Regions from separate parts of the Columba livia genome. Here region 1 is linked to region 2. The links are chromatin contacts, called in public Hi-C maps. All regions are on one chromosome and are shown on one strand. The core of a region is the stretch at or near the end of the contact, and the rest is flanking DNA. Distances in the headings are between cores, read along the strand shown.

Region 1 (5,193 bases), core at 646-3,145, 180 kb after region 2:
TTCACAGCATGAGGACTCTGACCATGCCACTGGCTGTTGGCCCAGCCCCAGCTCGTGGGGTGAAAATCCAGCCAAGTGCCAAAATTGGGAAACACTGGGTCAGTCTGCACCTTGCCAACCGCTGCAAGGAGTCTGATCCCGGACTGATGATCTCTGAAAGCTCCTGGTGGTCATATTGTGCTTCTTCCTTGTGGGGCCTTAAATGTCTCTGGGGGCCACACCTCGCTCATAGGGCCAAAGTCCCTTTCAGGGACCCAGTTCTCTCTGTGGGACAATTCGCACTTGTGAAGCTCAAACTCATTTTGGTGGTCAACCCTTGCCCTTGGAGGTCCCCAACCCCCTGTGGCACCCAAATCTGTTCTGGGATCCAAATCTTGCCTGCAGACCCCCAACTTCCTGTGGGACACAAACCCCCCGTGTGACCCACATCCATTTTGGGGTCCAAGCATGGTTGTGGGTTCGAACCCTTTGTGGGTCCCCAGCTCCCTGTAGGACCCAAACGCCCCTTGGGAGCCATCTCTATTTTGGGGTTCACGCCTGCTTGTGGGTTCCCAATCCCCTGTGGGCCCCAAAGGCCTGTGGTACCCAAATCTGGTTTGGGATCCAAATCTTGCCTGCTAGTCCCCAACTCCCTTTGGGACTCTAACCTCCTTTGGGACTCTAACCCCCTATGTGACCCACATCCATTTTGAGGTCCAAGCCTTTTTGTGGGTCCAAACCCCTTTTGAGTCCCCAACTCCCTGCAGGACACAAATCTGTTTGGGCTTTGAGCCTTGCCTGTGGGTTCCCAACCCCCTGTGACACCCAAATCTGTTTTGGGGTCCAAGCTGCTCCTGTGGGTCCCCAACTCCACATAGGACAAAAACCCCCCTTGGAACCCCCCTCCATTTTAGGGTCCAAGCCTGTCTGTGGGTCCAAACCCCATGTGGGTCCCCAACCCCCTCTGACACCCAAAGCTGTTTTGGGGTCCAAATGCTGCCTGCAGATCCCCAGCTCCCCGTGGGACACAAACCCCCCATGTGACCCACATCTGTTTTGGGGTCCAAACCTGGTTTTGGGTCCAAACCCTTGTGAGTCCCCAACTCCCTGTAGCACCCAAATATGTTCGCAGGTTCATGCCTTGCCCATGGGTCCCCAACTCTCTGTGTTGGGACCCACCTCCATTTTAGGGTCCAAGCCTGTCTGTGGGTTGAAACTTCTTGCGGGTCTCCAGCTCCCTGTGGCACCCAAATCTGTTTTGGGGTCCAAATGTTGCCTGCAGATCCCCAGCTCCCTGTGGGACACAAACCCCCCATGTGACCCACATCCGTTTTGGGGTCCAAACCTGGTTTGGGTCCAAACCCTTGTGAATCCCCAACTCCCTGGAGGACTCAAATCTGTTTGGGGGTACAAGCTGCTCCTGTGGGTCCCCAATTCCCTGTGGGACACAAACCCCCCTTGAGCTCCACATCCATTTTAGGGTCCAAGCCTGTCTGTGGGTCCAAACTTCTTGTGGGTCTCCAACCCCCTGTAGCACTCAAATCTGTTTTGGGGACCAAGCTGTTCCTGTGTGTCCCCAACTCCCTGTGGGACACAAACCCCCCACGTGACCCACATCCATTTTGGGGTCCACACCTCTTTATGGGCCCAAACCCCTTGTGAATCCCCAACTCCCTGTAGGACCCAAATCTGTTTGGGGGTCCAAGCTGTTCCTGTGGGACACAAACATGCATTTTAGGGGCCACGGCTGCTTGTGGTTCCCCACCCCCTGTGACTCCCAACCCCCCCCAGCTGTGTCCCATCCCCAATCTCTCTCCCTCCCCCGTCCCCCGCTCCCTCCTCAGCGCGGGGCGGGGCGGGGCGTCCCCTCGGCCCTGACTCAGCGCCCCGCCCCGGGGCGGGGGGGAGCGGGAAGCCGGGCGGGCCGGGCACACGCCGGCCCCGCTCCTGTCACCGCCTGCGTCAGAGCCCGGAGTTTTCCACTGACGAAAAAGGGCAGCGCGGCGGCGGCGCAGCCCCGGCAGCGGCAGAGCGGGAGGCGCCGCGCCAGGCACCGCCGCTGCAGCCGGAGCCGCCGCGCCGAGACCCGCCGCCGCCGAAGGTAGGGCCGGCCCGGGGGCAGCCGGCGCCGGGATGGGGCTGGCGAGGGAGGGAATGGGGGGTCCGCCGCGGCGGGGGGAGGTTTGCTGCTCCGCCGTCCCGCTCGGGGGGTCGGTGCGGTGTCCGGCGCGGTGCTCGGCCGTTGGGGGTCCGGTATAGAGCCGGGTCGGTGCTTGCCCGCCGGGGTCCGGTGCGGTGTCCGGCGCGGTGCTGGGCTGTCGGGGGTCCTGGGCAGAGCCCGTATTACTCCGCCGTCGGGGGGTCCGTCTCGGTGCCCCGCCGCCCAGAGCCGGGCCGGCGCGCCGCAGCGGCGCCGTCTGGCCGGGCTGCTCCTGCCCGGGGGCGAGGGGAGCCCGGCGGGGCTGGGGCTGGGGCCGGCCCGGCGGGAGCGTCCGGGCCCCCCGGGCGGTGGGACCGCGTTCCCTGGGGGCGGGGGGTTCGCTGCTCCCCGAGCCCTCCCGCACTTTCCCCTCGGTAGAAAACCCCGCGTTATATATACATATAAATACCTATATATTTATTTAGAGTCGCTCTGAGTTTCCCTCCCCCCCCCGTCAGTTAAGGCTCCGCTCCATCTTTACGGTTGCGGTTCCAATTTTCTGATGTTGAAAGAAAGGCTGGCGGGGGGGTGGGAGGCAGAGGGGAAGCCTTGCCGGTTCGCTCTTCCCCAAATCTGCCGGGCTGGGGATGCTTTCCCGTCGCTACAGCAACACCTACCGACCGGCGCACGGATGGACAGACGGACCGATAGAGAGCGGGCTCCCCCCCCCTCCCCCGCCCCCAGAATAAAAGAAAAATCGGGGCTTTAACTACACACCTGAGACGAGAGAAAAAAAATCACCTCGCACAACCCAAACTACTAAATTTCCTCAGTGTGTATGTTTATTTTTTTAGTATGTCCCCCTCCCGGCATCCTCAAAAGTGTCTGTCACCTCCGAGTTACATAATGTCGCTGTAGGAAGAGGCTGACACATAGGGACAACCCTTTCCTAAAGCAGCCCTGCCTTACCAACGTCTGGTAACGACAATGCCTCGGTGGGATGGAGAGGAAAACCTCACGGCCATTTACAAACCTCAAAGTCTTGTCGTTTGTTACAGGGAACTCATCCGCAGTTATTATTTCATTTTAATTTTTTTTTCCCCACTATATATCTATATATATATATATATTTCCCCCTCTGCTGAGTGGTTTGCAGATGAAGCCCATCAAGGCTGGGGGGGTTTATTTTTTGGTTTGTTCTCCATGTGGAGAGACTCTGCAGCTCCCGGCAAGCCTTTAATAATTCAGCGCAGGAAATGCGGTCGTATATATAGCAGGCAAGGTAATGCACGGCGTGTACCTACAGGAGGACAAATATGGAAACCTGGTGTGAATTATTCATGAGGTGTAATCAAATAGAGGATTTTCCTAGACAAAGCACACTTCTCTGTTTTCATATTTATTACAGAACAATCTGCGCCAAGTACATTTGAACCTCGTTTCATTTGGGCCATGTCTGATAACCTTTAATGTATTTGCTAATGTTTCTTATTTACCTTTCAAGCAGCCAGTGAGAAATAAGGGCTTGATAGAAAAATCCTGAAAAGCCCTTTTCTTTGTGGCCTTCCAAAAATTAGTAGATGGAGTAAATGCCTCTGATGCTCTTTCCCGGGGAAGGTGTTTTGCCTGTTTAGTCTCTGGCAGGAGAATAAACTCGTGGTGCTACAAACTGATTCATGCTCCTGCTCCGTGGCACGGGGTGCGTTGGGTTTTGCTGTAGCATAGTAGGCAGAGGCTATTTTTAACCAGAGCAAGGTTATGAAACCTTAGACCCAGCTGAGTGAAAATAATCTGGTCTGAACTGGAAAGCACAGCTTGTGTGGCTGGGGACACACGTGGGGACTGGAGGGTCCTGATGGGATGATCCTGCTCACCTTGACCCCCGCCTCGGTCAGCCCCGAAATTGGGAAGTGGTGTCATGGCAGAGGCTGTCACAGGGAAACCACTTAAGTAAATATGTAAAGAATTAAGAGTAGTTAAATGGACGAGCAATGAATCAGTGTTGATAGCGCGGTGATTATTAAGTAACCCAGCGGCGTTCCTGGACTCACCGCTGCTGTCAGACATCAAATGTCTGGGATAGCTCAGCGGGAAGCTCCGCTCCGCACCAGTTTTTGGCGATATTGCACCCCAAGGTCGCCCGACCCGCCACGAACATCAGCGTGCGAATAAAACGCCCTCCCCGGGTTTGCTTCATGAGTTGTGCTGGTAGCCGTACCTGGCTAAAGTATGTGGTGGTGCTTTTTAAACTAATATTTACTCCTGCTAGACCTGCACAGCCACTGCGGCTCTGGGGGAGGGAGCGGGAGCTGCTCTGACTCACGGCTCAGCAGTCGGTAACTCGCTCCCAGTGTGCCGGGAAGAGACCACCTTGGCTTCCCCGGGCTGCAGGCAGGTCCCTGTGCTTGTAAAGGCGACAAACTGGCTCAGAAAGTCGCTCGGAAAGGAATACTTTTCATACGTTGCCCTGGGGTTCGTGCCTTTTTCGTTTGTTTTACCCAAATTGCTTTGCAGAAGAAAGTTTGCTGTCTATAGCCTGTGCGTGGCTTTGGGATCCTTCCATCCTTTAGGATGTTCCACCGACAGCAAGCCCAAAATGTGAAATATCCTTACGCGTAGGTGTTCTGCGATACCGTGGGAGTTGTGGCACGAGCAAATGCAGCCGCTGGACACGCTGGGAGAAGTTTGTTTTGCTTTGCTTGCACTGGTGCAAAAAAACCATATATAGCCCCAAAATAAAGAGCTAAACATCTCTACATACTTCTGCACAAAGCCATGATGCCTCTTTGTGCAGTCTCTTATAAACAGACTAACTGGACACTGGTCGGGGTTTTAGTTGCCTTCCTCTGCGCTTGGCTAAACAAATGCCAAACCTTCTTAAATCTAAATTACTCGAAATATTTACTGTTGAGACGTCGTCCAAGAGGAGGATAGTTAAAACATTAATTCCTCGCATTCCAGTGTATTAGGGCTTTGCCCTGCGACTTGCTGAGCGCCAGAAATGGGACTTTGCAGATTGGATTCCCTTCCCCCCAACTAGATGGCCACCCCCACCCACTCCACCCCCCAACTTT
Region 2 (4,560 bases), core at 1,296-3,795:
TAAGCACCTGAGTTCCCACTGTAGTTGCTGGAGATGTGGTCAATATAGCCAGTGGAGTGTGGAGGGAAAGCCGGATTTCTCTAGAATAGACAGGTGTCAGCTGGACACATGAACTGCTCCCAGAATTCACTTGGCTGTATTGGGTAGAGTCATGAGTACCTTCCCAACATAATACCTTTTGTCTTTGAGATGGCCTTGAGATGGCCATGAGTCTCCTGTATCAGCTCCAGCTCCTGCCCCAGAAGGGTCTCCCAAAGGTTCTTGGTTGCATCTGCCCGTTGTGTAGAGGTGTTTTGGCTATTCCAAGGTATGTCAGGTGGCACTGCATGTCTAGTTGGACAACCAAACCAAGACTCAGGTCTCTGCTCACAACTATGGAAACTTGGACATGTAGCTCATGTGCAGACAGAAGCACTCAGCTGCCTACATTTAAGCCTCTTGTTCTCAGGTTAAGCCCTGCACAGGGTTATCGATGTCACTAAAGAAGGGAAGATGACCAACTGAGTGTGGAAATGCAGGACATTTTTGCTAAGAGGACTGCAAGTCTACCTCTCTGTTGGACTGTAAGGAAAGCACTTCAAGGGTCAAGATCTCATGTCAAGAAGCAGCTGATGAAGTTGACTGAAAATACTGGTGATGCTCCACTGCCAGGCTGCATAGTCAGGTTTTGTTACAAAATATGTGGCAACAGCGCTTTTTAAAGACATAAAACTTTGTTTTGTAGAGGTCCATGTTGCTCTTTATGGCAAGAAATATATTTCAAGTTTCTGCAATCAAGCAATAGACTTTCTCTTTATAGCCCTGGAAAACTACCTTGCACTTCAGGAATATGGGAACATACAATGACTGCCTGACAAACGCTACTTGATCTAAACAATCCACCTTAGTTATGTCTGTTTTATCTATCTGTCTGATTGGCATTTGCTGTTCTTGTTTGGAGAAGGAAGAGAAGATATATCCATGGCAGAAGCCTAGGAGCTCGTGCTTCCTTCTGGAACTTGCTCCCATGACCATGTTCAGAGTCTTCACAGGTTCAGTTCCTTTCCTAAGGTCAGTTTTCACACATGACACTGGAATTTTTTTGAGCAGAAGGGTACAGATTCTGCCCTACTGTATATAAGTGTTGTTCTGATGTGATTAGAGCTGCTCAGAAACTACCATCTTTTTGGGTCAGTGGGGAGAGGAGAAGACCAAGTCCCAGGTCTTGGAGCAGAGCCCAGAATTATTTATGCTTATCTCCTTGAAATCAGTTGAAGTTTAGACCTGTAACGGACAATTGGGTCAAAAAATACTGTTGTGGGTATCCCCAAATACCTCTTATCTAGTTTCTTGGGTCTGATAATCTTCTGATGGTTGATTTAATAACACTTTGGTTGAGTTATAGTTCATGCAGGGCAAGGATTTAGATTGTTTTGAGAAAAAAAAGGAAACGAAAGTGCTTTCTTAGTAATTCATTTATGTGTTAGTGGGTTAAGAAAATGATTGTTGGATCATTTGTTTTATACGTGCCTCTGTCTCAGTTCTCAGACAGACAAGGTACTACTATTCTCTTAGTCTTTGATATGGAGCAAAGTAATAATAGAAGGGAATTAGTACAGAAAAAATAATTCTAAAGGGGAGATTTCACACTGGCACGTGAACCTCACTCACATTAGGTTGCACAGAGGCCAAGAACTGAGCAGGGCTCGAGACAATTGGAAAGCATCTGTCCTTGTCTAGGAAATTGTCCTGGGTCTCAGAGATGCCCAGAGAGGTAGTGAATGCCCCATCCCTGGAGATATCCCAGGCCAGGCTGGACAGGGCTCTGAGCAACCTGATCTGGTGAAGATGTCCCTGCTCATGGCAGGGGTGGTAATGGATGAGCTTTGAAGGTCCCTTCCAACTTGAACTGTTCTATGATTCTATGATAAATGCACATTGTGGGGCTCCCCAGCCTTGGCTGTAGTCTTGCATTTCCTCCCCAGACATGCAGCAATAGTTCTGCTCACTTGTATCCCAGTGAAGCCATCCAGAAAGCCCTGGCACTGCAGTGGCTGACCCTCCAACCATCTGCCAGTGACAGCAGGAGCCTCCTGGCTGCCTTGTTGTGGGAAGCACACGGTGACATTCTTGCAAGAGGGACTTCTGTTGAGCAATCGCCTTGCAAAAGGCTGAATTTACTGGCTTTATGTTAAAAGCTTCCACTGTAGTGCTGAAGGTAATGGGAATATACATTCCTGCTGGCCTGCTTGTTGCTGATTTGACATCATGCCACATGGGGGAGGTGTTGGAAATAGGCAAATACTACAGAATTTTAAAAAAATTAAAAAAAAAAAATCACTCTGAGTTGAAAGGGAGGAGAGCCAGGAAAGGAAATACCTCAGGCAGAGAATTACTACTTCTGTATCAAAGCCAGCAGCTCCTTACTCTAATATTTAACACCCAGGAGAGCTGAGGGGGAGGATGCTGAGAATGGGTGAAATTTTTCAAAGGTACCCAATTTCTAGTGATTTTCCTTGGGTACATTTTTCTGGTTAATATCCATTTTGATGAGAAATGGAACTTTTGGTCATCAGAAGCACATTTACAGCTTCCACTGTAAATTGCTGAACAGTTGCAGCTTGAAAGAGAAGTGTGGAGAGCAGCTGGAAAGGGAGGTGACACCAACCCCTACAACCAAAATCCAGCACTCCGTGCTGCTGCTTTTCTTACTAGAAGTCAAAGTAAATTGTTTCATTCTGGGTCAAAGTGATTGTTTAAAGTGTCAGTAGAAGGGAGGGGAAAAGGAGGAGACAGCATTTTGCTGTGCTTAGCTACCTAAAGGAGGGCTATTGAGAAGAAGTACGCAACAAAAGAAGATGAAACAGGCCCAAGATGTAGCAGGGGAAATTCCTTTCGGACATAAGGAAAAACATTTTTCTCATGAGAGCAGTGAAGCACTAGAAGAGAAGCCCAGAGAGGGTGAAAAGTCTTGATCTTTGGAGACAATCAAAACTCAATGGAGCAAGGCCCTGAACAACTAGATATGACCTCGAACCTAGACCTGCTTTGATGAGGTCATTGAGCTACAGACCTCCAGAAGTCCCTGCCAACCCAAATTATCCTTTAGTTCTGTGAAGCTGAGATAGAGTTTGAATAAAACGGGAAAAAAAATATCCCCATTTTCCACTCATTCTTGTCCCTTCAGCACAGCTGGAGGTTGGTGTTCTTGTGCTTTGCCATGCTTTTTGCTTTTAATATCTCTGGCACATACAGGGTACTAATATCCATTTCAGGTGCTTTGTTTAATCAATTGAGCTAGTTTCAAGTTATTTTAGTACCCAGGGATGCTGTCTGCATCAGTAACAGTGAAATCAATTGCACTGCAACAAGGAGCACCCTTATTGCTTTGCCAGCAGTTATGGGGATGTATTCTGATGCTACAGAGACAGGGAAACAAGGTGAGGGCCAGACAAGGTACAAGCTAGGTTCTATAAGCTCACCGAGGAAAAGACAACAAGAAGGAGAAGTTAGCTGGAATTTATCAGAAGGCTTGAATCTGGTTGTCAAAGTACCATGGTACATGCATAGGGATCTTCTCTTTCTCTCTGCACCCTTAGCCCATCTTTTTGGTAGGAATGGTATATCCTGAGGACCCAAGATGAGATCCAGGCATAGGAGGCCAGTCCTTTTATCCAAACCAGCACCATGACTGCTCATATGTATCTGATAAGTAGCTACGTCCAGGTCTTCTTTTCCAAAAGAAGCAATGATTTTTTTGCCTGTTTGGAGGTGGTGCAGAGGAATCCAAGAGGTGCGGCTTAGTTTTGGGACAGGGAGATGTGGGGACTTTCTCTTGCTGTGAAACCCTTAGACATTTTGGAGTTTTTGATTTGTGTGTGGCTTGGACTCTGCATCAGAGGCAGGAAAGCGAAACAACCCATTGCACTGGATATTAACAGGGCAAATACCTTAATAGTGCTTGTCACATGTTTGGATACCATGGGGCTCTGGGTCTGAGCCTACCTGCTGACTCCAGTGGGAAAGTCCACAGGCTGACTTTTTTTGTCCACCCCTGTAGATATATGGAGAGTCAGGAAAGGTCCAGGACGCTGAGTTAAACGAAACACTTGCTGGTGTGTGTGTCTTTTTTCTGTGCTGGCAAAAGCCCTGTTTGAGTGGATCCAGAAGGCTTTTGTCCCAAATATTTACAATACGCTGCTAAAAGGAACTGCCGGGTGTGACCTGGGGGCCTTCTCTCCACTTCTTTGCCTGAGGGAGATCCAAAACAATGTGAGGGAGCTGGATTTCCTGCCAGGCTGGTCTCCGCCTGGGGAAGGGATGAAAGAAAACTGAACCACAGACAGCAGATGTCCCTTATATTACTTAATATAGAACACCACGGGGGGCGGGAAAAGAACCTGTAGTGGATGGATGAGCTGAAAGCTCTGCTGGGGATCAGCAATCCCACAGCTCTTGGAAAGGGTTGGGGTGTGGAGTGGTCAGACCCTCGGCCACATGTTGGGGTGCTGCAGCCAACTTAAACCCTGACTTGCTATGGGTCACTGCGTCTGCTTTAACTTCGCTGCAACCAGTGAGAAA

What was found. Hi-C and Micro-C count contacts between places; a contact is called where the count stands out from the background.
Region 1: a Hi-C map of liver shows a contact between it and region 2, with 2.0 times the contacts expected there. The contact joins the promoter of CSRNP1 here to the enhancer-like site in region 2. A contact is called at or near these places in 2 of 2 Hi-C or Micro-C datasets (crop and liver).

What each region holds. Positions count from the first base shown.
Region 1 is chr2:6,373,280-6,378,472 of bColLiv1.pat.W.v2, forward strand. It overlaps CSRNP1 (cysteine and serine rich nuclear protein 1), which reads left to right and starts at 1,896. Exons shown (of 5, transcript XM_065050375.1): 1 at 1,896-2,080.
Region 2 is chr2:6,195,201-6,199,760 of bColLiv1.pat.W.v2, forward strand. No RefSeq gene overlaps it. Among named protein-coding and RNA genes, the nearest start is that of XIRP1, 100 kb to the left of the region's middle. Within about 2 kb of position 2,546, at least 2 of the 3 cell types and tissues checked have an H3K27ac peak away from gene starts, as active enhancers do.